Regions from separate parts of the Sus scrofa genome. Here regions 2, 3, 4, 5 and 6 are each linked to region 1. The links are chromatin contacts, called in public Hi-C maps. All regions are on one chromosome and are shown on one strand. Each heading gives the region's core, a stretch centred on a gene start, on an enhancer-like site or on the middle of the called end of the contact. The rest is flanking DNA. Distances are from core to core; before and after follow the strand shown.

What was found. A called contact is a pair of places that touch in the nucleus more often than the background predicts.
Region 2: a Hi-C map of liver shows a contact between it and region 1, with 4 times the contacts expected there. The contact joins the enhancer-like site here to the promoter of TRIB2 in region 1. A contact is called at or near these places in 1 of 5 promoter capture datasets (liver), 18 of 47 Hi-C or Micro-C datasets (alveolar macrophages, embryonic fibroblasts, fetal heart ventricle and 10 more) and 1 of 2 datasets of contacts at active chromatin or transcription factors (skeletal muscle).
Region 3: a contact with region 1 is called in a Hi-C map of liver, with 6 times the contacts expected there. The contact joins the enhancer-like site here to the promoter of TRIB2 in region 1. A contact is called at or near these places in 1 of 5 promoter capture datasets (liver), 6 of 47 Hi-C or Micro-C datasets (alveolar macrophages, embryonic fibroblasts, fibroblasts and 2 more) and 1 of 2 datasets of contacts at active chromatin or transcription factors (skeletal muscle).
Region 4: a contact with region 1 is called in a Hi-C map of retroperitoneal adipose tissue, with 1.9 times the contacts expected there. The contact joins the enhancer-like site here to the promoter of TRIB2 in region 1. A contact is called at or near these places in 17 of 47 Hi-C or Micro-C datasets (alveolar macrophages, brain, embryonic fibroblasts and 11 more) and 1 of 2 datasets of contacts at active chromatin or transcription factors (skeletal muscle).
Region 5: a Hi-C map of embryonic fibroblasts shows a contact between it and region 1, with 2.3 times the contacts expected there. The contact joins the enhancer-like site here to the promoter of TRIB2 in region 1. A contact is called at or near these places in 1 of 5 promoter capture datasets (liver), 4 of 47 Hi-C or Micro-C datasets (alveolar macrophages, embryonic fibroblasts, fibroblasts and 1 more) and 1 of 2 datasets of contacts at active chromatin or transcription factors (skeletal muscle).
Region 6: a Hi-C map of retroperitoneal adipose tissue shows a contact between it and region 1, with 2.4 times the contacts expected there. The contact joins the enhancer-like site here to the promoter of TRIB2 in region 1. A contact is called at or near these places in 4 of 47 Hi-C or Micro-C datasets (embryonic fibroblasts, heart right ventricle and retroperitoneal adipose tissue) and 1 of 2 datasets of contacts at active chromatin or transcription factors (skeletal muscle).

What each region holds. Positions count from the first base shown.
Region 1 is chr3:124,193,676-124,197,986 of Sscrofa11.1, forward strand. TRIB2 (tribbles homolog 2) reads right to left here and starts at 2,578. Exons shown (of 4, transcript XM_021087824.1): 1 at 2,465-2,578; 2 at 911-1,862. The coding sequence starts at 1,180.
Region 2 is chr3:123,954,150-123,958,460 of Sscrofa11.1, forward strand. No RefSeq gene overlaps it. Among named protein-coding and RNA genes, the nearest start is that of TRIB2, 240 kb to the right of the region's middle. Within about 2 kb of position 2,147, at least 14 of the 83 cell types and tissues checked have an H3K27ac peak or open chromatin away from gene starts, as enhancers often do. A contact at or near this core is called in embryonic fibroblasts, liver, mesenteric adipose tissue and 1 more, where this site is marked.
Region 3 is chr3:124,400,557-124,404,867 of Sscrofa11.1, forward strand. No RefSeq gene overlaps it. Among named protein-coding and RNA genes, the nearest start is that of TRIB2, 210 kb to the left of the region's middle. Within about 2 kb of position 1,790, at least 9 of the 83 cell types and tissues checked have an H3K27ac peak or open chromatin away from gene starts, as enhancers often do. A contact at or near this core is called in liver and omental adipose tissue, where this site is marked.
Region 4 is chr3:124,003,548-124,007,858 of Sscrofa11.1, forward strand. No RefSeq gene overlaps it. Among named protein-coding and RNA genes, the nearest start is that of TRIB2, 190 kb to the right of the region's middle. Within about 2 kb of position 2,469, at least 6 of the 83 cell types and tissues checked have an H3K27ac peak or open chromatin away from gene starts, as enhancers often do. A contact at or near this core is called in retroperitoneal adipose tissue, where this site is marked.
Region 5 is chr3:124,362,197-124,366,507 of Sscrofa11.1, forward strand. No RefSeq gene overlaps it. Among named protein-coding and RNA genes, the nearest start is that of TRIB2, 170 kb to the left of the region's middle. Within about 2 kb of position 1,990, at least 2 of the 83 cell types and tissues checked have an H3K27ac peak or open chromatin away from gene starts, as enhancers often do. A contact at or near this core is called in embryonic fibroblasts, where this site is marked.
Region 6 is chr3:124,340,332-124,344,642 of Sscrofa11.1, forward strand. No RefSeq gene overlaps it. Among named protein-coding and RNA genes, the nearest start is that of TRIB2, 150 kb to the left of the region's middle. Within about 2 kb of position 2,535, at least 8 of the 83 cell types and tissues checked have an H3K27ac peak or open chromatin away from gene starts, as enhancers often do. A contact at or near this core is called in retroperitoneal adipose tissue, where this site is marked.

The DNA of each region.
Region 1 (4,311 bases), core at 1,328-3,827:
CGCACACAAAGACACACGGACAGGCAGCACAGACACAGACCGGTTCAGGATCAAAGACGAAAAGGAAACTAGAGTGCCCATCTCTGTCTTAGCACTGCGAATCCCCGAGGCCCCAAAGGCTGGCCTCTAAACCATGCAGGCAAAGGTGTGTTAGAGGGGAAGGCGAAGCGGGGGCGAGGGGGGTTCGGGCTCGGAGATCTGGAGATAAGAAACGGCGATAAGCGGAAAAAGACCCCAAGGATTTACTATTTCCTACACCCAAAGGTGAGCCCCGGGGGTCTTCTGACTTCCACTCCCAACCCAGCTTTCCCTGCTCCAAGCAGAAAGAAGCTCTTTGTAAACTCCCTCCCCGCGCTGGGCCCCTGGGCTCAGCAGGAGGGGACACCTTTGTGTGTCTTGTTTAAAGGGCACCTACGGAACAAAGGTTCAACACCTGCACGCTGCTAAGAACAATGGCTGCGAAAAGAACCGAGTCATCAGTGCCTTAAAATGAGCGGGGGATTCCCTGCTCCGCGTGGGAAGGGGAGGGGGCTAGACCCAGGGAGAAATCCCGGAGCCGCGGGACCTGGCTCGCGCAGACTAGCTCCACGAGCCTTTAGGAGCACGCGTGGCCGTGGCCCCCGCGCAATCCCGCCGTCCTCCCTGCCGCGGGCTCTCCCCCCAAACGCCCCCGCCGCTGGCTGCCCCATTGTCTGAATCGCTCTAAAAACTTCCCAACTAGTCGAACATGAACAAATAAATAAATAACCCCATTTAACGAGGGACCACGGATAATTATCCCACGAATCTCCCTCCCCCGAACTGCAGGGCTTGGCGATCTCCCGCCCCTTCCAAAAGGCCGGGGAAATCTTTTTTAAAGACAAAAAAAAAAAAAAAAAAAAAAAGCAAAAGCAAACCCCGGGCTCTTTACCTTGCACACCAGCTCCTCTCCAGTGTGCAGATGCACGGCACGAAAAACGTGGTCTCCCTCCAGAGGTTCCAACAATAAGTATTTCCCGATGCAAGAAACGCAATGCGACAAGTTCGGAGTCTCGGGCGGGCTCGGGGAGCCGAGGTTCGGGCTAAAACTCTGGCTGGGTTCGGCGGACCTTATAGACGACAACTCTTCGAAATCCTGGGTTTTGTTCCGCGATCTCCCATATCTTGCTATTGTGATGGGGGTAGACCTGTGTATGTTCATGAGTGTGGGGATCGCACTCGACAAACAAAAAAACCCGCTGGAGAGACGAGTCGCTGGCGAGTGCGGCTGCAGGCGCCTCCGTGCCACAGATTTTAAAAGGAAACGAGAGGGGAGGGGATGGGAAGGGGGCTACGTGGAGAAAGAGTTAGAAGCCCCCAGATGGGCGCCGCCGGGCACCTTGTCTGCTCCGAGCCCGGCTCCCGGGGGTCCTCGGTCGGAAGCAACTCGGGTCCTTTTGTTACCCCACAGCAGCTAGCGATTCGCAGAATCTTCGCACTTTTAGTTTCTCTCTCTTTCTCTTTTCCAACGTGGGTCTAGACCAGTAACCAGATTGCTAAGGTGGGGGAGCTGCAGCGCCGGGTCACCCGAAGCGATCCCCACGCAGGCTTCCGAGTCGCAAACCGGGCGGAGGAGCCCTGCTGTAGTTTGTGCAATCTTCGGGGAGCGCGCAGCGGCGGCTTGGTCTCAGCGCGTTAGAAACCAAACAAAAAGGAAATAAGCACGGGTACCGGCTCACGCCGCACCGCAAACAGAATCCGCGCTGCACCCCCTTTTTTGGTGGAAAGGGTGGGGGGCGTGGAAGGGGGGGTGCCGGAGAGGGTAGTTACCTACGTTTTAACTGTAGGTGGCGTCTGAGGCTTTTCCAAGATCTCAAGAGCTCTCCAAAATTTAAACAAACAGACTGGAAAAAAAAAAAAAAAATAGCAAGGGAGCATTTAACTTAGAGCGGTCAGCGCTGCCAACAAAAGATTGCAAAAGCTAGGCAAGGAGTTGCGGGCCGGGCGCAGGTACCGCAACAAAGCCCAGGGCTTGGCCCGCCGGGCGGAGGTCAGCACCGGCTCATGCTGTCGCTGCTCGCTCGCGCTCCAGATCGTCCTCCGAATAAAGCGAGAAGTGTACGCAGAGACGAGGGTGGATCAATGGTCTCCGATTTCCCCCGCACGAGCTTTCGGGGGTGGTGGGGGGGTGTCCTCCCGGCACTGGAAGGGGATGCACCCCCAGCCCAGTCAACTGGCGCCGTTCCTCTCTCGCTGGATCACTGGATCTTGCCTTAGAATAATGTGCCACCAGTCCGTCTCCCCCTACCCTCAACCCAAATTGCCTGGCGGGGTTTGTTTGGAGAAAACTGATGGCTTTTCCTCTTCTTAATTTTGGTCTTCCCCCTCCCGGAGGTAAGAGGAACGTGTATTTAAAATTCAAAGGGACGGCCGAAGGTGCCCGAGGCCAATCCCCGAGCTCAGCACGCCCGCATCTCTGGGCGAGACGGTATTAATAGTTACTTACGTGGCCGGGGATCTCGGAGCAAGCCGGGCCGTGTGTGCGCGTGTGTGCGCGCGCGCGCCTCGCTCGCGCTCGGTCTCCCCATTCAATGTCACCGACACATTTCTACAAAGCCTCCGCCCCCCCATCCCCGTCTCCCCCTGCGGCACCAGCGACTGGCTCAGCCCAGAGCCGGTCCCGCCCCGCCCCCGCCTGGGCCCCCCTCATTGAGCCGGGGGCCCATCAATCAACCTCACCGCTGCCAGTCCCTGGGCAGCTCCCGGCGCCCTCCGGCCGCTGCCACTACTGTGGCAGCTCCCGGCCCCCGGCTCGGGCGCTAGCTTTCCCACTCGGTGGCTCGGCCGGGGAGAGGTAAACAAAATGTAATATCCATCCGCCGCCCGGGGGTGGGGAGTGAGCGCACCCGCCGCTGGGAGGGAGGGTCCCCGCGCCGCCGCAGGCCTCCTCGGACTCCACGCCCTGCTGCAGGCGGCTGGGCAGGAGTCGCGGGACCACAAGTACCCAGGCAGCTCCAGCAGTGCCTAGTGTACTCCCTTCTCCCTAGTTCATCTTCCTGGAGCTTTTCCCCAGAAAGCCGGGCATCCTCCGAGCATCAGGACACCGCTGTTCAGATGGTGCCCCGAGCGATAAGCTTGCTCTGTTGAAAATGCGCTTGCATCCGTGGTGCTGCCTGGAGTTTTAAAAATTAGTTTCATTATCTTTTCCCAGCCATCTCCTCCCCATTAAAAAAGAAACAATTGCTGGCTTTTAGTTGGTGTCACCCTCCATTCCCCCCCCCCAAGAAAGCTTTGAGTATTTTTCAGCAGAAGAGCAGCCGAAGGCAACTTTTAACTCAGACCAAAAGACCCAGTGTAATCACTAATTCTTTGTCTCCCAAGACAGTGCCCAGAGGGCCCAGAGAAACAAACCTCAGCGCCCGCACCTCCTGCAAGGCTTCTGGCCGGAAGCCAGAGCCCTCTTCTCCTGGCGCCCCTCCCCCAACACACACGTGGACCACAAAGGCATTCAGTCCTGAGACTCAGCTGAGGGATGCCTTTTCATTCCAGTTATTCTCAGCTTCCCCAGGAGGGGCCAGGCCGCTGGCTTAGGCAGAAACCCACCACCCGAAAGGGGCTTGAATTCAGGCAGAGGCTTGGACCTCCAGACCTTCGCCAAGTGTATCCTGGTACATCAAGCCATCTGGTTGGGAAACAGACTTAAAAAATAGTCAAGGGCCTGGGAAAGGGGAGTTTGGAAGATTCTTGGAGGCCTCCGAGTTTTTACATGCGTGTTGGCCTATTATCTAGTTGGAGAGGGGAAGGGGACCATGTAATGTGCTGCCTACATTGGGACACTTTTGAGTCAAAAAGAGAGCTCTGAATAATTATGCCCACAGACCATATTTACAACTTACAATTATGCACAAACAAATCACTCCAGAGATGAGGAGCTCCTGGGAGATTGGCCAGAGAGGACACCACAAGGCCACAGGGTTTGAAAAGAAGCTCAAGAAGTGGCCCCAGGCCTCCTGGCACACCTCACGGTCCTCCTCCTGGCAAACCTGCCTAGGGCTCAGTCCCTGACCCTAGATGACTCATCTGTCCCCCCAGGTCATCATCGTGACTGTTCAGTAGGATCTCTCCATCCTTGTCCCATGAAGACTCTTGTGCTGTTGCCTGTCTCAGGACCAGACCAGACGGGAGGCAGCCTCTGCTGATGGGTCAGAAAGAAAGGCGCAGCCTCCTCTGCTCAGTGACCAGCAACAGTGCTTTATAACTAGGGGTTTGGGAGACCCTAGTCCAACCCTATCTGGGTCTTTGATTTTGAATGAAAATTGAGTCAAGACATTTTTTTTTTTTCTCCCTAGGCCC
Region 2 (4,311 bases), core at 897-3,396, 240 kb before region 1:
TCTCCCCTTTGCCATCATGTCTCAGCATATCCATGTTAGATAATTCTTCCAGTTGGGAAAAATGTTGGCAGAAAGAAAAGTTAATGAGCTGAATCATTTAAATGGACAGATTGGAAAAATACTGTTGTTCCTTTTGCATGTTACACTCTTGCCAGAAATCAAGTAGGTGGAGTTTTGGAAGAGTAACCAGTTAGCTAAATATGGTAGTTTCAGATAATCAAGTTTAAAGCCATACCAGTTATATTTAATGTTTGAAGGGGAAAAAAATCAGAAAATTTGGGCATGAGGCTGAACTCACTGAGCTTGGCTCACCACCAAATTTCTCTCATCCAAAGCAATGACGCTGAAGAGTTATAAATACCATGCACCTATATCATGAAGCGTAACACATCCTAGGAAAAGTTTTACGTTTAAGTCACCTTTGCAAAATGTTGGGAGTTAGCTAAGATTACAAACGTTCAATTCAGACCCCAGTTGCTAGAGAAAAAAACACATGTTTATATGGCAGCTGGGGGCAAAGCATCTGTGTGCACAGTTTTATCTGCTCCGGGGTCACTCTGTCTTTGACTCTGGTTTACAACTTACACCAGTCTCTGTAAGAGAAATCAGGTCCCACCCGCAGTTTTCTAGCTTAATGAGATAAAAACCCTGATGATCAGTGCATGAATGTAAAACTAAGATAAACTGGTATCTGCTACTGATAAATATTTAACAGATGTGGTCCAGATCCCTCTGCCAGCTGGAGGAGGGAAAAACGTTCTATTTCACAGTTCAAATATAATTATTGGCCACATTTCTCCAAGCAAAGACAGTGACATTGGCTCACTCCCCAGGAGAATTTTCCTCTGATCTTGGCATTAGGATTTGGTTTTCTTTAACAGATTGCAGCAATATACCCTTTGCTTGACCCACTTTCTTCATTCACAAGATACCTGGAGCCAAAGTCATGCATGGGAAACAGAAAGGGAAGAGCACAAGCTGTGTTTCTGTACCTGCCAAAGGGTTGCAGAGAAACGCACGTACTCCAGGCCCCACTGAATGCACCTGTCCATCAGTTTGGTCTGGCAAAGGATCATTTGATCCAAGCAGCTCATTCAGGACTTAGCAGCACTTCTACCCAGACCCACTAATCACTTTTTTGGGACAGCTTCACAGACAGTCATTATTATTCCAAGTCTTTTGCCCTTTGCACTCTTTAAACAGATTGTGTGCAAAGGCTTTTCCTAAACATCACCACTGAGACTCCTTCCAGTAACGAGTGACTCATCCCGTGGATCCCCAAGCAGCTGTTGTGTAATGGGAGCAGGATGTTTTGCCCATGTTCCTTGACCTGACCATGTTGACCCCCGAGGATGTTTTGGTCCAGGAAGGCATAGTCCAGAGCTTAGGTGGGTAACACACCCCAACAGGGTTCATTTCCCATTTCTACTCTGCTTGTGCAATCCCTTTTCCAAACACTGTTACCAGAATAATATTTTTTTTCTAAAACGCTAGTCTGACCATGTCATTCCTCTGCTTAAAAGCCATCAATCATGGACTTCCTGTCACCAACAAAAAAGCAGCACCACATTCTGATCCTACTTGACCTGCCTTTTCTCATCTTCAGCTCTCTCTTTGCATAATCACCCCTGGCCCCCACACTCATCCTGCCTGCATTACACATGAATGTATGCTATTTTTCTTGCCCAAGGCCCGAGGTCCAGAGTTACTTTCAAGTCTCATTCCTCATACAAAGCCTCTTTCAAGATCCACGTTAAGTATCTCTGCATCCAGGAAGCATTTTCTGCCAACTCCGGGCCTTGAACACCCCCTGCTTCTAAACACATGGCACATCTATTCTATCTCAGTCATTATAGATGTTTTCTTACTATTAAATTTATAGTTTTATTCTTGAGTGCATAGCTGTCTCACCAATTACTGAGAGTCAAGCTTATGTTTTATTTTCGTTTTGTAGATTGTGAGGGCAATGCAGTTGGGAACCTACATGCCATGTGGATGCTGAGGGCAGGAGGAACATATCAGACTTCCTCCTTCATCACTGAGTGGCTGTCTCAGAGCTGCAGAGCCCACCAAAGAGGACAGAAAACCTTGTCAGATAGAGAAGGACTATCTAGCCTACAGGGTACTGGTTTACTCTCCAGCTAGGCGCTCTAAATCTTGGAGGATGTGACGCCCAGCCCTGAGACCTACCATGCAGCCAGAGCTTGTTGGTTTGGTTTAAGGAACCCTATGGAAAGAGGAGAGCTAGGTTGGAACATACAACTGATCCCACGGGTATCCCCCATGGAATCTGTGTTTTTAAGGACCGAGTTTAATGGGGTACTAACTCATAGAATACACATATGATGATTTTATTAAAAGCATTATGAATAATCTTATCTCATTCAAACATCACCAAATCCATGATCAGGAGAGTCAGCTGTAAAACACAATTATTTACTGAGTGCTTGCACTGTGCCTGGGGACACAGAGGGAGGGCACTACTGTTTTTGCTCTTGAGGAATGCCCTGTGAACATCTTAGAGGTAGAACAGCTGAAGCGCACCGGCCAAACCGTCCAGTCCAGCGCTTGGCCTGGACTCCAGTACAGGCCTTGGATTCCTATCGGCGCAGCCCTCTTTCCACTCTTTATGCTGCTCTATGGCTTATGTTCAGGGAGTGACTGCTCTTCCTGGGTTTCTTTAATCTTGTCTGGATGGCTGGGAAGCTTAGGAGGAAGATGCAATAGAGAACAAATGTGTGGTTGCCAAGGGGGAGGGAACGGGATGGACTGGGAGCTTGGGGTTAAGGGGGAGGGAGCAGGATGGACTGGGAGCTTGGGGTTAATAGATGCAGACTCATACACTGAGAATGGAGAGATAGTGAGGCCCTGATTATATAGCATAGGGAACTATACCCAATCTCCTGGGATAGACCATGATGGAAATGAGTACTTTTTATGCACATATATAGATCAGCTCAGAGCCCATCATATGTATGTATACACATACATGACTGAATCATTTTGCTGTATGTCAGAACTCGGTACAACAGTGTCAATTGAATATACTCAAATAAAAAGTAAATAAATAATAATTTAAAAGGTAAGAAAGATAGCAATGTGAGGGAATACGTCCTATTTTCTATATGATTCAGAGGAGACAGGGGAACAACTTTTTTGTGTTAGGCAGAAACCCTGTGATAAAAGAAGCTTCCCAGGGAGTTCCCTTTGTGGCTCAGTGGTTAACGAACCCGACTAGGATCCATGAGGATACGGGTTCAAACCCTGGCCTCGTTCAGTGGGTTAAGGATCCAGTGTTGCCATGAGCTGTGGTGCAGGTCGCAGATGTTGCTCGGATCCCGTGTTGCTGTGGCTGTGGCGTAGACTGGCAGCTGTAGCTCTGATTCAACCCCAAGCCTGAGAACTTCCATATGCCGAGGTTGGGCCCTAAAAAAGCAGCTCCCAAAGACAGGTCCTGGTCACAGAGGAGCTGGATAATACCCCTTCCCCATCCCCCCACCCACTCCACCCACGCCCACTTCAAAATGCTTCTTTCCACTGACACCCATGATCAGTAAGACCTCACAGTTTCCCTGGGATGTGGGCCAATTTGATTAGCTCCTTTTTCCAAGCTTAGAAGCTGCTGTGTACTAATCCCTTTAACCTCTGCAAAGCCAGGAAAAACGTGACAGCAAAAGCAATATTAGTACTTGCAGACTCTTTCCGTTTTTCAGATTTTGAGAATTTATTATATATTTACAAAGAAGAAAAAAAAAAAAAAAAGCTCTTGTCACTTACGGTCACTGTTATCCTGATCAGCTCGGAGCCCTAAGGGGCTCATTCCCCAGTCCCGATAGAAACTAGAGAATCCTTAGGAAAATGGCCTTTGACTTCATGGCAACATCTCAGACGCTCTTCCTACTCTGCTGTCCCGTTCTTAGCCCTCGTGTTTTGATCTTGCATATCCTTAAGAATCTCTCTGCCTTTTTAAAGCTGGTTTGATGTGTCTTCCCAGCCACTTTTGATCAACACGCTGCTGGGATCAGCATGGTGTCCGTCTCTGTCCGGTCTTTCAAACCAGCCTTAAAGTCCCAATCTCTTGAGACTTTCCTCGAGTTTCCCCACCACCACGGCCAGGCTAGGTGCCAGCTTAATTCAGTCCAGCAGATTCTAAGGAGAAAGCTTAGAAAGCCACGCAGGAGAAAAATGAGCTGTGTCCAACTAACAGGTTTGCTGTAACGTTCTGTTTCTGCCTTTAATAGACTAGTAAGCATTTTAGCTAATTTTTTTTTAATAAATGTGGTGGAAATTGCCTAGGTTACACAAACATAT
Region 3 (4,311 bases), core at 540-3,039, 210 kb after region 1:
GCCCAAGATCTATAGACTCAAAAAAGCTGTTGCTCTTTACTCTCCTGCAGTCTCCTTTGGGGTCCAGCCAGGCAGACCTCCTCCTCTGTCCTTTGTTCTGTGGCCGCAGGCACCAGAGATTGCTTTCCTAGCCTTTTTGCCTAAAGTCCCCTCTCCCAAACTATGTTATGAATGAGCCCCTCTCCCTGGAGATCCTCTTCCTTTCTGCACGCAAAGACAAGGGACTCTTCTTTTTCAGGATTTTGCTGCCATCCACTTTGATGACAAGCTAGTGGTGACAAAAATAGCCAAGATGAAGAGTCAGTCAGCAGGAGGGCAGTGTCCTTGAAGCCCTCTTGAGCTGTGATCAGGGACACCTATCCTCTGTTCCTAGAACCTTCTGACTAGAAGGTGACTGCAGCAAAGTTGTTTCTCCATCTTTGGTCCAGGTGGTGTTCTCATCGAAACTGCTGCAGGGGGTGAGGGGAGGGGCTTGAGACAGGGAAGGGGAGGGCCACTCCTCCTTAGTGGCTCCTTCTTCTGCCAAGAAAATCCAGTTTGGATGGATTCTCTCGTTGTTCATTTTCTCCAGGGGTCGCTTGTACTTGGGACATTCTGGAGGCGGAGACTCAGTACCTGATAGCCCTGAGCCACTCCTGTCTGGGTGCTCTGTTCACACCTTCACACACCCGATGACGTATCACTCAGTCAGACTAAAGGGGAGAACAACGCCTTTGACATAGTGAAATTCTTCACCTTAGAGTTTTGTTTTATACTTTGTGAGTATTTTCCTCCTGGTTTTAAATTTGGAGGGATCATTTTGGAAAAGATATTTTTAAAAATAGAGGAAGCTCCCAATCCCTCCTTGCTGTACAGTGGGAAAATAAAATGAAATATAAATAATAATAATAATAATAACATTTAAAAAAATAGAGGAAGCAAGAGTAGCAGGGAAATAATTACTTGTAAGCCCCCATGCAGAGATAGACTAAGTCCTGTTACTATACTGAGCGTTTCATCCTAATATTTTTTTACTCTTGTCTCTCTCTGTGTAGGTGAGGTCATAGTGCTCGCACGCGGGTGTGTGTGTGTGCGTGTGTGCACACGCCCTTCAGTGTCCCTCTTTCCTCAGCCAGCATACACTATTAATATTGCCCTTATCATAAAAGACAAGGAAAGACTGAGAAATTTCTACTTGGAAGAGATTAAGGAAAAAATAACAGTTTTATGCAAAATAGGATTCTGGATAGGATCCTGGAACAGAATAGGTTCATTCATGGACAAACAAATGGAATTCAATTAAACTCTAGTTTGGAAACATTAACTTCCTGGATTTGGTCATTGTTAATTGTACCAGGATTACATAAGACGTAAACGTTAGGGGACATGGGTTGACAGGTAGGAGGGAACTCGCTGTACTCTTTGTAAAGTTTCTGTAAGACTACAATGAGTTCAAAACAGCAAGTTTTAAACTTTTCTCCTGGTATGACAACATATTTATCGCAGCTATAATTTGTCTCTATTTTTTCAAGTGCTGTGGGAAGTGGGCTATGCGACGCTTCTTACGACCCTTTCACAATTTTGAGAACATTCTTGGGAGAAAACCCCAGAATAAAGTTACTGTCTCAACGGAATAAATGAATAAGCATCTGCCCTAAATAATTACCTTACTTGTATCAGAACGATCCTTTCAATAACAACTGCACCTGAAATCTTCAGGTTCAATTTTCAAAGTCCAATAAGAGTTTTCCTCCACTGTTTCCGGACACACAATTACTGAGCTAACTTTGAGTTTAAAGGTCCATCCAGCCTTCAGAGTATTGCCATTGTTGGAATGGTATCAAAGACTCTCAGTTTCTAGGTGATATCATGTTTATTTTAATGGGAGATTCATCTCAGGTTTATTTGCTCAATAACACTATTTAAAACAAAATATGCACCTATCTCTGGACTCACTTCAGGAATAAAAGACACCACTCTGGAGAAACATTCCAGTTGGGTTCTACCCTGAGCCTTCAGGCCTATCCCAGCCACAATAAACCCCACATCTTGCAGGAAAATGTGTCATTTGTATGGCATTTGCCCTTTGCGAATACATGTTTGTGTGTTTCTTGTGCCAAAGACATTTGAGAGTGTAATAGAGGGTGCGCTGTGTGAGGAAACAGGCTGGTGGCTGCGGGATGTGCTTCAATTCCTTGTGGAAGCTTCCAGGCTGGGAATTGCCTCAGTTGCTCACCTTGATCTCAGGACAAAAGCATCCATTTTATTCAAGGTGCCAATGTCAAATCCACACAAAATATCAGGTCCTTCGTCTAATTGAACACCCACTTTTCTTGCATCACATGTGTAATTATGCACCATGACAGTCTCTCACATTCACATAAGATTTTAAATGGGACAAACCCACATGCCCACCAGGTCACTAAGCCTTAACCTCCTCCTTCGTGTTCCATCCCCTTTCACCTCCCCCTCTCCTCTCAGAACACATTACAGAACAACGTGGAGTATTGCCATATTTTAGGGATTGAGGAAATGGAAGCTTGTAGAGGGTAATGACCCTCCAAGGTTAGAGACAAACCAAGTCGAGGAACACTTGTGCAAATAGTGTGAGTGTTTTGCTTTTAGAAACATGGCTCAGATTCCCTCGGACAGTGCCTGGCTCATAGTAGACCATCAGATGCAAGCCTGGCTCTGGCACAGGGATTCCTGGGATCTCTCGGTTTAGAAGAATCTCTCCTTTTTCCCTGTCCCTTGATACTTTCCACTCACAGATGCCTGGTTCCATGAACTTCTGCCTTGGGGTGCGTTGTGATCTGCTTTTACAGGAATCACTTTAAAAATGCACTTGGCTCCCTTGTATACTGAGCACCGTGAAGGGCAGGGTCCAAGTATGACTCTCCTATGTACCTATGGACCACATCCCCTATGAGCACCCACACTGGGATGCCATGATGTCCAATGGTGGGTGGGGAATGGCACTGATTATGGTGAGAAATTGAAGGGTGGAGAAGGTTGAGAGTTAAAAGGGAAAATACAAGGTAGTGACCCCATTGCCTGCCAGGCTGTGGCCCCAGCACTTTATAGCTATTCTCCATTAATTTCTGACCTAACTATGATCACCCCATCTTCAAGATGAAGCAAATCACACTGAGACAGAGCAGGTCATTTCTCCAAGGTCACCTAACTGGGAAGTCCCAACGCTGAGATTTGAATCTCGACTAGGCAATTCCATAATGGGTCCTCTTTGTCTAAAAGATAACCCTGTCTGAGTTGGCAGTGTTATGAGGAATTTAGTTTCTTGAGGATCAAGGGCTAATCCCACTTATATTTATCACATGAGTATAATACAGCAAGTACCTGAGAAAGAAATAGGATGGGAAATTTTCTACATGTATTTTATACACTCAAGGAACATCAAGAGTCTATTTTCGTTGGCTTTCTACATTTTTTCTTCAAACTGAGAACAGCTGGCTATTTTCCACTTGCATATAAATGGATGTCTAAATTGCAAAGGTGCCTAGAGCTCAGACTTACTTAACTTTCAGTTTAGGTATCCACCCTGTGTTGCACAATCATCAAATGGGATATGATGCAATTTTTTTAAACAGACTTTGCAAAACAAGTATTGAGTAACTCGAAGCTCTCTTTTTCCTTGTATGTGCCTAGCAACCTTGCAGGTCTGTTGGACAGAAAAATTTTGCCCTTGGCCAGCAGTTCAGCAAGAGCCTCAAAGGCTCAGAAAAGCAAGAGACTTTGGAGTGTTGCAATCAGTCAGCTTGGCTGAGATTAACCCAGAGGAAAGTGAGGCTCCACTAGGCCCCTCCCCTCCTGTGGACACAGTTGGGACAGAGGCAGAAGCCAAATGAATGGATACACTTCAGTGTTTACACTGGGGACTGAAGAGCTGGCCACAGAGGCTGAAATTTTTCTGACACATTTTTTTTCCTGTTGAGAAAATTATGTGATATTACAGAAAATTTTGAAGAAAGAAAAATTAATCCTGTGTCACGTTGTCACCCAAACAGAAGTGTTTCCATTGGTATTTTATGTTGCGGAACAGGAATAAAGGAAACATGCCACCTACCGAGCTTTATTGGGTTAGAAACCAGACTTAATGGTTTATATTTATAATCATATTTATCTCTGACAAAAATCCTCCAAGATCCGTCAAAAGATTTTCTCCCATTTTCCAGATAAGAATTTAAACTAAGGAAAGTTTAGTACCTGATTTAAGTTCCCTGAGCAAACCATGGAGATGGAATCCAAATCCAGTTCAGTAAGACCACAAAGTTAATGGCTTATTCTACATCACTGTCAATCAACCTATATCTT
Region 4 (4,311 bases), core at 1,219-3,718, 190 kb before region 1:
TTGAGACCCTGAGCACAGAGCCCATCAAGCCTGCCTGGACTGCTGATCTAGATAACAATGAGATAAAAGGTTGAGCCACAAAGTTTGTGGTAATTAGGTAGATAGCAATAGAAATCTAATGTATTAGATAAAATAAGCAGGCTACAATATAGTACTTCCAATGGCTTGTAAATGCAGGTATCTATCAGTTTGTGCAGGAAATCTAGCTAAATTATATGCATGACGATATTACCAGAGGTGTTTTTTTTGTTTTGTTTTGTTTTGTTTTTCCTTTGGTGGGGCAATTACGCTAAGCTGAATAGAATTTAACAGGTTGACATCTGGAAAGTTCGATAAGCTAATATTATCATGGGTTAAATTTTCATGGGTTCACAGAAGAAACATGGCCATTCTCTAAGTCCTTCTCCAATGTCACCTCATCATTGGAATTAATCAGTACTTGTGATCTGCACACAGAAGAGTGTAATTCTGACTTTGAGATAGGAATAATCAGCTTTCAAAAACCTAAGTTCACCACTTACAAGCTTTTTTTAAACTTGGATAATTTGAATAATCTCATCTCACTTTAGTTTCCTCAAATCTGAAATGTGAATGAGTGTAGTCACCAGGTCGGGTCCTTGTGAAGAGATGGTGAGATGATGATTACAGACCAGATAGTTATTACTGAGTGCCTGATACCCTGCAGGGCGGGTGCTCCCTGAGTTATAGTTCTTGTATTCATCAGTAGTGAGCTGCTGTAGTATTGTCTTTTGGTCTTTCCCATGGTTCTTCTGTAAGTCTATCCTAATATTCTCAAGTGCCTAGCACAGTGCCTGGTACCTACCAGGTGCTTGGAAATGCCTAGTTCAATTCATGCATGGAAGAGTAAAATAAATGTTACTAAAATTAAATGTTCGGCTCATGAGGCAATGCAGACTGCAGTAACACAGGACAGCCACAAGATGTCAATATAAAAAGGAAAGCTCTGCATTTCAGGAATATTCTGGATAATTTGTCTCTTCCCTCTCCTAGAACTCCAGGGAAAAGACACCATTGCGATACTATGATGGCAGAAAGCAAACTGTTTAGAACTTCCCTCTTATTTCACTGTGTAGATCAATGCCTTAAAAACACAACTCCTGATTTTCAGAGCAAAATATTTGTGCTGAGCTAGTAGACCTAAACATAGACCCTGGAGACCTCACTTGGGGACAGTTTTATTTGTGCAGCCCTTTTCCTATCCCTGCCTTAAATCTGCATCTCTGGGCCTGGTAGAGAGGCAACATGATGGAACAGAAGAAAAGGCGGAGTCAAAGATTCTGACTCCACTGCTTACCATTGATGTGTCTATGCAAGTTTCCCAACCTTTCTGAACTTCATTTTGCCATGTGAAAAAAGGAAGAAAACAAAGATATAGAGATGACAGATGGGTGTTGCAAACATAGAGATTTCAACTGAACAGCAATCTCCAAAGACTAGTTCCCAGAGGATCCTGGAATCAAAAAGAAGAATCTTCTTTGCAGTTCTGGAAGGATTTGGGCACTGAGCCCACAGCTACTTGGCCTGGAGAATCCCATCTCTAACAGATCAACAAATTCTCTGAATAAGGCTTAGCTGGATGTGGCCCCCAACAGGAACTTTCCCTTTCAAAAAACACACTCTGTTGAGCACAAGAAAAAAAAAAGGCTCTTCACCAGACTCTAGAAAAGGGTGTGGATGTCATTGTCTCCCCGGCTTCCTGTGGTCGCCATAAAATCTCCAAGCAGAGTATTCTGGGCTCATAAAAACGTCCACAGCCCGTTTCTCATCTGCTTTAATGATGTTTCCTAATGGCTGACATTGACATTGGTGTCTTTTCTCTGGGGAAATGGTTGGGAGCCTGGCTTTCCCCTTCCCCAAAATAGCTGGTGCAAATGGCCCAGGAGCTGGAATGCAGAGCAACGATTTTTCTCTTCCCACGAAGAGATATATCCTCCAAAATATGGGACCTCTGCCTTATTTCCTGAGGCAACAGGCTGAGAGGTCCCATTGCCACCAGAAGGCAGTCACGCCCCCGCTGAAGGAGCCCGGCCCAATCATGTTGACCAGGAGCCCTGGACAGAGAATCAAGCAATCGATGACGGGAAAAAAAAAAAAACAAAAAACCTTAGTATTGATTATCTGTGAAAGATGTTTTATGAGCTACATTTTGTAAATAAGGAGATCTTATTTAGAAAAGGAAGCACATTATTCTGTTCCAAGTATGTGTTCACTTCACTTGATCAGGTCACTTCAAAGAAGCTAAGAGGAAAACCATTCCTGGGCATGAATAGCTCCGGGGATAAATACAAGCCTTGTACCCAGGACGGTGATGAGAAGGCGGTGTGTTGAGGTCCCGGGGAAGAGGGCGCCCTGAGAATGTAGACGTGGGAGGTGTGAACTGGGACTGGGAGCCACGTGGAGGCTGGTTGGAGCAGGACCCTCCTTTGCCATCACTCACTGACCACCCATCTCAGGCCACATGGGCGGGGCCTCCCGGAGGTGGGCAGTGCCTAAGGAGGGCTCAGCCTTATCCCGGGCCTGGGGAGATGAGGATGAATAATGTTCGATATTGTTCTCCAAGTGCTCACACATTAGAGGGGGAGGAAAAAGCATAAAGGCTGAGTACACACTGGGGGAGAAGTGAAGACAGTGCTCCAGGGTGGGCGGAGTAGGATGCTCATTCCCAGTCTCTGCTGGCCACCAGAACGTTCTCTTCTGAGTCACCATTTGATAAGGAGCCCGTCACTGCTCCCTTTCGGGGTCCAGTTTGGTTTTATAAAACAGAAGTGTTTCTTCTGATGGCCCTGACTTGTTTGAACTTCAGCGGTTGGAGAAGACCCGCTGGCACATCATAAAGACCCAAGTTCAGGAGCTCCCACTGCGGCACAGTGTGTTAAGAATCTGAGTGCAAGAGTTCCGGTTGTGGCGCAGTGGAAACAAATCGGACTAGCATCCATGAGGATGCAGGTTCGATCCCTGGCCTTGCTCAGCGAGTCGGGGATCTGGCGTTGCGGTGAGCTGTGGGGTAGGTCGCAGATGCAGCTTGGATCCCGAGTTGCTGTGGTGTGGTGTAGGCCAGAAGCTGTAGCTCTGATTCGACCCCTAGCCTGGCAACTTCCATATGCCGCAAGTGCGGCCCTTAAAAAAAAGAAAAGAATACTGTACAGTAGAAAATTGAAAGAACACTGTAAACCAACTATAATAGAAAAAATAAAAGTCATTAAAAAAAAAAAAAAAGAAAAGAAGAACCTGAGTGCAGCAGCTCCGTGGACGCAGAGGTGCAGGTTCGATCCCCAGCACAGCACAGTGGGTTAAAGGATCTGGCAGTTGCTGCAGCTTTGGCGTAGGTCATCACAGCTGGGTTTGGATTCAGTCCCTGGCCCAGGAACTTCCATATGCCGTGGGGTGGGGAAAAAAAAAAAAAGTTTGCCACAACAACAACAAAAGACCAAAGTTTAAATAAATCGTGACTCCTCCCCTTAGATCTTCAGTTTCCTAAACCCTAAAAATAAGACAAACAATGCATCGCTTAGTTTTTTGCCTTTGTTGGTCAAAGGGAATTAACAGAACGGATCCGTGGTTAGTGCAGAGTAGAAACCCCATGCACATGCGCAGGGTAACCCTCTCTTGCTCTTCCCTACGCCCCTGGCTCCATCTAGCCCTGCACGTGTGTTGTTATTTAAATAATGCTGCTAATAATAAAACAAAACACCACTATTCACCCTCTTCTGGGTAATGGCTGTGTCGTTCTTCCACAATCATAGCGTTTGATTTTACTGCCGCCTTCTCTGTTGGGAAGGATGCCTGTTTATCTGCTCTGGCCTTGGGTTCACTCCTCCCAGCCCCCAGGAAATGACTTTCGGGAGCCAGGGTAGGAGGGGGTGGGTGTGAAGAAGCTTAACCTGCAGGTGGAAAGCCCAGCCACTCACTCTTCTCCAGTGTCTTTTCTGTTTCTGGACCTTTTTTTTTTTTCAGACTCTCCTCCTCTCTCACCCCTCCCCCCGGATTATATTGCATCTGGGTGTCTAAATCCTGCTCACAGCTGTGCCAATGCCGTCTCCACTCTTTCCATCTGCCTGTTTGTTTTTCTTGGTTTTCGTTTGCAGTCTGCTATTTTGTATAAGCAAAATTATCCTTTCATGTCTTACCCGTTTCAGCGGTTTCTTCTGGTTATTGTAAACGGCAGCATCTGTGGTGCTTGTCTCCTAATTATATTTCCAGCCCCTTAATAGGAAGGGCAACCAGGCATATGGAACAGCAATACGGAGCCTTCTGCCTCTTTGACCTCCTTGTAGGACTCCTCACAGAATC
Region 5 (4,311 bases), core at 740-3,239, 170 kb after region 1:
AATGCAGTGATCATTTTGAATAAAAAATGCATTATTTTGGAGTTCCTGTCGTGGCTCAGCAGTTAACAAACCCAACTAGTATCCTTGAGGCCAAGGGTTCAATTCCTGGCCTCGTTCAGTGAGTTAAGGATCCAGCATTGCCCTGAGGTGGGGTATAGGTCTCAGATGCTGCTCGGATCCACATTGCTGTGGCTGTGGTGGAGGCCGGCAGCTACAGCTCTGATTCATCCCCTAGCCTGGGAACCTCCATATGCCCCAGAAGCGGCCCAAGAAATGGCAAAAGAACAACAACAACAAAAAAAGATGCAGCAGAATGCAGAATTAATGAACTGAGGGCTAGGTCAACTGAAAATATTCTAAGTGGAGAGTAGAGAGGAGGAAAAAAAAAAAGAAAGAAAGAAAACTAGGAGTTCCCGTTATGGCTCAGCAATATCAAAGCTGACTAGTATCCATGAAGATAGGGGTTTGATCCCTAGCCCTGCTCAGTGGGTTAAGAATCCAGCATTGCTGTGAGCTGTGGTGAAGGTCTCAGATGCAGGTCCAATTAGACCCCTAGCCTGGGAACTTCCATAGGGTGCGGGTGTGGCCCTAAAAAGACACACCCCCCCCCAAAAAAAAGGAAAAAAGGAAAAAAAGAAAGAAATAGGAAAGAAAACTAATAAAAACAAAACAGAATAAAAGTGTAAGAGACAGGTGGGGTGTGTGCAGACCTTTTCACATACGTGTAATTGGAGATCTAGAAGGATAAGAGGCATTGGACCAGAGAAATAGTCAGTCAATGGCCAAGAATTTCCCAAAATTGATGAAAAACATCAATCCTAATAATTAAGAAACGCAATGAACCTCAAGCAAGATAAATACAAAGAAAATAAATACCTAGCATTTCATATAGAATAAAAATATCCTTTAAACATACAGATGAAATAAAGAGGTTTTCTGATATACTAGAGCAAAGGCGATCTATCACCTGGAAGAAGGAAAATAGTTCCTAATAAAAACATGAAAATGTTTGCGGGAGTGAAGAACACTGTAGAGAGTAGATGTGGAGGTAGATGAATCAATATTGACAGTAAAAAATGCAGGGGCTGGACCGTCCTGGAAATTTAAATGAAAAGGCCTAATAGTCAATCATGTATGAGGCAGGAGTGGAGAGGAAGTCGGGGAGCTGGAGGTTTCCAGCGGTACCGTGGGTATAGTAAATGCAGTCATTTGCATTAGACTGTAATATGGTGAGATGCATGGTGCGATACCTAGAATAGTCACTAAAAGAGCAGTAAGAGAAGGTAGTTAGCAAGGTTACAGGATGAACAATGAAACGACGTATGAAAGTTAGGTGGGGTAAACTGTGGCTCAACAAAGACTTCTGTTTAGAAACGAGATTATGAAATTCACATGCTGCTAAAAGGACTAGCACACATGAAGAAAGAAATTCACAGAATTGTGTAAATTTACATACATTGATGAAAACAACAGGCATAGAAAATCAACTGGCCCCAATAGATATTCCATTAAGCAAAATGCTTCTCATTTCAATGACCTGGGATAACCCTACGGTTCAGGCTGAAGATGCCATTGCTCTTAAGGCAAGGATTATTTATTTCAGCTCTAATTAGAAAGGTCAGATCCCAGCCAGAATAAAACCCATATTGCTCTAAAAACAAGCTGAAAAGTGAAAAACAGAACCCGTGAAAAATTCACGAGGTGAAAAATTAGGTATGGGAATATGGGAGAATGTGTCCAGATCTGAAAACGGATGGTCTTAACTAATTTTTCTTCTTCTTTCATCTCTGGAAATTCCTCACCTGGCTCATAAATTCACTGATGACTCAGTGAGGTTGAGAACATGAAATCCTCTAAGGTCAGAGTCATGGTTTCCTTTCAGGCTCATTTAGCCTTTCATTGCAAAACCAATGCATCTACTAACCACAGGGACATGGTTGGTGCACTCTGGAGACAAAAAGCTCTGTGTCATTGCTTCTGAGAGACAGGCCATGGACCAGGAGGCACCGTTAAAGTGGGAGGGTGCAGGATGATGAAGTACCCCTTCTGTGGCTTCTAAGGCGTGCTCCTCCGGCAGGAAGCCTTGGTCTTCCCACAAGACCATATCTCTACATCTCCTTGGCCAGCAGTCAGGGGCAGACTCTCTGGAAATTAGTACAATATATACTGATCAATGATTTAAAAGGCACCAGAAGGACCCCCTCACCACCATAATAAAATGTCACAAATCCTCTCCATTGCCACTCCATGAACTCATACTCTCTCAAGGTTTTAGATGAATGTAACTTGCAAACTTATTCTCAGGGTAGGCAGTGTAATTAGAACCTCTGCAAAATAAGAACAGCCTGCCGGGGAGTTCGATGAAGCACAGCTCCTCTGGAATGAAATTGGACAGGCAGCATATCTTCATGTCTTCCCGCCAAATGGATTCTGGTCAGGGCACCACGTGCTGGTGTTCCCCCAGCTTCTTTGAGGCATATTCTATCCCATGCACTGGGCTGTGCTTGTCTGTTTATTTGCCTCCTTTATAAGATCATGAACCCCTTGAAGGCAGTGATTTGATACACATCTCTGAGTAGGTAGGCTCAGGACCTGACAATAGATGAGTACTTTGAAAATGGCCTAGGGAATGAGGGAGAGAAAGGAAACTTTGGATGGATGGCTAAGTGCTCTTGGTTAACGTCCCAATATAGAATTTTTCACTTCTTTTTTAGGTCAAGAGGGAAGCAAGAAGAGATGAGCACAGGATCAGAAAGCAACTTTAGAAAACCAATGTTTAAATGAGATAGAACTCAGCCCCTCCTCCCCTAATGCGATAAGACAAGAATTTGAAGTTCTTCATATGCCATTCAAATTTTTGCAGCCTGGGCACAAATTATGAATTCAAAAGGTCTCCTACCATTCCCCACCATCATACCCCTAAAGAAACATGGAGGTTAAAATTCTCATTATCATCCCGCCCTTGTGACGGGTACAACATTTTGCTTCTGCCTATAATGTGTTCTCATTGAGAATCATTATTTATCCTTCAACTTTTATGTAGAAAATTGCTTCCACCTTGAAAGCTTCCCCAGGCACAATTAGTTTCATTCTCCCTGTACTCACATTAGTCTTTATGTCCACATTTATCACAATACTTGTCAACCTCATTTTTAATCCCTTACCTTCCTAGCTTGATTACTAGACAGTATGTGAACTCTTCTACCACAAATTCTGGTTTTTACTTATTTCCAGATCTCCAGTGTCCAGAATTTTGGTAGCCTCTAACACAAAACAGGCCCTTGGTCAAATGCTGATGAAATAAATATTTAACAGAGATGATCGTGGGCAGATTCCTATAAAGGTGCCAGAGTAATCTGAGTGAGGACACTGAATAACAAGAGTGGTATTGGGCTCCGTTGCAGTGAGATGGAGCTAACCCTTCTATGGGGCAAGAAGTGTCTCCAGAAATTGCAAGCTACCAAAGACAGTAATAAGCAAGGTTAGCAGGAGAGGCAGAAGAGCAAAGAAGCTTGGTTCACCACCTTAAAGGTGATACTTAAGACATATTCGTGCATGCAGTCCTGAAAAGGACCTTGCACTCATCATTAAAATAATAGTGTTGGAATCCCAGCTCAGGTCACTCCCTGGAATACTGGCCAATCAAGATGATTATGACAGACACTCAAACATTCCGTAAAATCACCAAAACCAATTTGTTCTTCCTCCTGAGCACACCGAGAAGTTTCTCGTCCCAACCTCTTTACACCCGGTATGACTAGATACCTGGATTCTGGCTGATGGACTCTTGAGCAGAAGCTGTATTTTCTGCTTTCAGACATGGGCCATTAAAATCTCTCTTGATGGGGGTTAGTAGGTGAAAACTGTGACATTTAGAATGGATAAGCAGTGAGGTCCTACTGTACAGCACAGGGAACTATATCCCATCTCTTGGGATAGAACATGGTGGAAGATAAAATGAGGAATATATATGTGACTGGGTCACTTCGCTGTATAGCAGAAATTGGCACCACATAGTAAGTCAACTATAAGTAAAAATACAAAAATAAATTAAAAGAAAAACCTCTTCTGGGATCCTCCACATGCTATTTTGTGCTTCATCTTCTAGACAGGGATGACAAGCGATTTCAAAGCCTGGAGAACTATAGACCCTTAGAGGGAAGGAATGCATTGAGAATCCATGTATGAACCCACGTCGGACTAGGGTTAGAATGATAGACGTCACATCTCAGTGGTTTCACGAGCTTAAGGTTTCCTCATACAGCAACTAGCCCACCACCTTGAAAAAGACAGTACTTCATCTTGTCCCTT
Region 6 (4,311 bases), core at 1,285-3,784, 150 kb after region 1:
ATACAGTAGGACCTTGTTGTTTATCCATACAATTTTATTTTAAATGATGGAGTAAATATTCCTAAAGGGAAATAAAAATATTCATGAAGGGCTTTGAGACTGCCTCACATAGTGTCAGTACCTTATTGTAAAGATTTCCTAGTTATCGGCCTCGCTGGGTATATTGGGATCTCGGAAACACAGGACAGATCATCTGAGCACACAGGAGGTTCTTATGCTCTACCGATGGCGCAACAAAAAGCCTTCATTTCAAGGGCTTATTAGAAACCTGAAGGGGTGTTTCCGTGGAGCTCGAGAGGGTTTGAAAGATGAATGAAATAAAGCATGAGCATCCCCGAGGCAAAGAGAGAAAGGGGTGCTCAGTAAGGGCAGAGCTGAAGGTATCTAGAGCAGAGCAGTGTGCATGAAGTAGAGAAACCCGGAGAGAGACAGACCAGAAGAAGGAGGTGAGAGTTGAGGAGGAGGAGGACGTTATAAGAGGTAGAAACATTTTCTGGGCATCTTACAGTTTTCACGCCATTATCAACACCAGCCTGTGTGATCGTGTCTTGTTTATAAAATACTGTGCTACACTCAGTCCTCTCAGCTGCCTGCTGCGTGGGCACAGGAGGAAACTGGAGACCAGAGCACAAAGCTAGGTCTCTCCTGGATTCTGGCATCAGAAGCCGAGGCAGAAGCCCAAGGGATGGCCCCAGAGCAGAGGCCCAGCAAGGACCCTGCACATGCACCCACATGCACCCTAGTCCAGATGCTTGCCGTTCCTATTCACCAGAGTCCCAAACAGTTTTTATTTTTGCTTGTGTTCTTCTTAAAACAATGATACGACGGTGAAACGCCTTCAATAAAAAAATCCTCTGTACCCCTATCACCTTCAATAGATGATATGTTTGCACAACTTCCTTTTGCCTCTTACCCACAATTGTTTTTCCATACAGTGATTATAGCACACACATCATTTTTGCCCCTTGCTTTTTACTTCTTTATTTCGCCTAATCAACAATGTTACTCGTTGCTATGGTGTTTCCACAATGTTCATTTTAATAGCTACATAATATTTTATTCAGGGAACACACCATAAATTATTGAACCTTTTCTCTGTCTTCTTAGTTACGTTCCCACTTGGTGATAAAATATTCATGTAAATATATACAATAATTCATTCCGTTTTTATCCTGCCTTTTGGTGCTTGGTGTATGTTTATTTCCTCTTACAGTTTGAGAGAATTTGGAAGGTAAGTCTACCATTTTTAATAGGATGCTCATGGTTATCTTAAGACCTTCTGCAAACATTCCGAATCCTGTGATCTATTTATATCCGTATAGCCAAACACGCCAACTCTGGGCTCCCTTTTATGGATTTTTGTGCACTTCAGCTTTCCTCCCTGTCTTCTCTTCCCATTCTCCACCAGTTTAGCTGGGGATGGCAGGGAGGGGGGTCTAACATCTCTCCTTCGAAACAAAAACAAAATGACCAAAGCTTGCTTCTTACGATTTGTTTCTAACCCAACAATGAAATGAGTTAAATTGCCAGTGCTTTCCTTCTCTGTTCCTCACTAAGCTTCTTTTCTTGCTGTAATAATTGTCCAGCTCATCCTTTTCCCTTTAAACGTAGGGCTTTATTTCAGCCCTCATATAAGTATGCTTCTCAGCTATGTTCTCTTCTGTCGTCCTCATTAATGGCTGTGGGGACACGGGAGCTTCTGACAGGATAAAGCTCAGAGACCAGCATGGAAGGTAATTACCTTGGAGCCTCCTTCCTTCCTTACTGCTGTTAAATGAACCTATTGACAACACCGAGTTGAACCTTCTCTTTTAAAGACATGCATGCCTGCATTCAGTGCAAACCCCTCACTTCTAGCTTCATTTCATTTTACTCTTAATAATATTACTTTTTCAAGGTCTGGATTTAATATCTTCTTATTGGACGTTATTTATTTTATAGGCTGCCTCAACTTGCTTTTTGAAAGAAAATGAAAGATACAGGAATGAATTTCTACACGATTGAATGCACATAGATTTGAAAGTAAAACCTGTGTATATGTATATATATAAAGAATACTCTGAGATGCCACAACGTCACTTCGAAAACCATTTGGGCAGAGGGCCATAGTAATTATCACTCATGAGACTCAAACTCCAGTCCATGATAGACTGATTGGATCTTTTTTTTTTTAATTTTTTTTATTAGGGCCACACCCACAGCACATGGAAATTCCCAGGCTAGGGGTCCAATCAGAGCTACAGCTGCAGGCCTACACCACAGCCACAGCAACACGAGATCTGAGCTGTATCTGTGACGTACACCACAGCTCACAGCAACACTGGGCTCTTAACCCACCGAGCAGGGCCAGGGGTTGGATCCATGTCCTCCCCCTAGATACGAGTTGGATTTGTTACTATTGAACCACAGCAGGCACTCCTGATGGGACCATTTTTGATACTCACTCTCAGGCAAAGGGACTCCCTGGTGAGGCTCTGATAGCCCGTCCCTGGAATCACTACTGAAAATCTATCCTAAACTCCAAGTGCGTGCTGCATGCAGAACTGTGACACTCCTCAGGCCTTCTGCCTCGAAGAAGAGGATTTCTTCTCATTTGGACAGCAGAGATTGCCTAAATCTTTACTAAACCCACTTCCTCTTCCCTCTGAGCTCACAGCAGGGAGGCCTTTCTGGTCCCCAGGACTCTCCTGCCTATAATTGCCTTTGTTCCTTCCGTCTTTTTCAGCTTCATGCAGATGGCTCTTGTAATTGTTTTGGAAAACATGTATTGAAGATAGCAGAGCCACAGCATGGAAGCAGACCAGGTTTCAGAAAGTCTTCCCTACTAATGAGGAACATAAATTTGGGGATTTATGTGAGGAAAAAATAAACTTCTGTCATATTGCTTGCCTTTATATCTTTTTTCATGTGTTTGTTACAAAGAGTGCTACTCTAATAAAATACACTATCAACACAAGAGCTTAAAGGAGTCTCTTCATGAATCTTAGATCACTTATTATCATTGTTGTTCAAATCCAGCCCACCCTTTGGTGTGAGAAGCCGTGTAAATGCCTTTTAGAACATAAAGTACAGGATGTGATCTCTTATTTTAGGTTCTAGCAATAATCTCACTTTTTCTTTCTCTTCAGTGATTTTATAAGCTCTATTATAAAAAGTAAAGGTAAGAAGTCTCTAGAGTTTTTCCATGCCTTTCCATTTTCCCAGGAGCCCACTAAAGTAATCACTGAAAATACAAGACAATCCAATGAAATGACGTGATGCTTTCCATGAACTCAGGGAACCAATGACAACAGAATTTTATGTAATATTTGCAAGCAAATGAATGCTTGCCAGAGACAGAACAATGCATTTTAATTGAATTATTGCATTGACCAGGCATCCTATTTTCTTTCCGGTTTTCATTGCGTCTCTCTGGCAAGTTCAGCCAAAGCACTTTCTTTTTCTTTTTTTTTTTTTTTTTAAAGTAACAAGTCTGGCTTTTAAAAATGTGTATTTCTAGCTTGACATAGCATGACTTTTTCTTTCATTTGTCATTTATAAATGTAGCAGTTTATTTTCTTTGGAATCCCCATACAAATCCTCGCGGGTTTTTTGGCCGGGGCTGGTGGTGTGAGTGCACACACGTGCTCACATGTGCATCTCTGCAGAGGGATTCCGTGTGTGCTGCTTTCCCCACTAAGGGAGGAGAGTGGTTGATGGGAGTTGATGAGGTGTGTGTTTTTCTCTGGGTTACCAACCACCAAAAGATGCTGGGAGAAGAGAGCCAGTGAATTTGTGGGTTTTGAGCTATTGGGTATTCAGGACGTAGGTGTTTTTTTTTGGGTTTTTGTTGTTGTTGTTTTAATTTAAAGTTTAATAAATCCCAGCTGACACTAAGTCCTTTTTTGTAAAGCATGTTTATGAGATATGAGTCAGTGATGACCTATCCTTAAGCTATTCCAGTGAAAGGAAAGCCTCTCGGGCAAGCGGCTGTTGGTTTTGGGGGAAGCTTGGCCAAACATGTTGCTCTAGCCTGTGGGGTGGGTTCCTTCTTCACTTCAGTGAGCCCAGGACATCCTCAGAGCAAGTTCCAAGGAGTACTTTTTTTTCTATTAGAAGGTGAAGTCAGAGACTGATTTTGTTTGTCCAGCATCATTCTGACCCTCCAAGGTGTCAAAGCAAGGACTTGGCTCAGAACGATCCCCTTGAGAGTGAAGCAAGCTCAACAGTCAGTGTATCTTTGTGTAGGTGTTTGTTTGTTTGTTTTTATTTGCTTTTTAGGGCCATACTCGTAGCACACGGAGGCTCCCAGGCAAGGGGTCTAATCCAAGG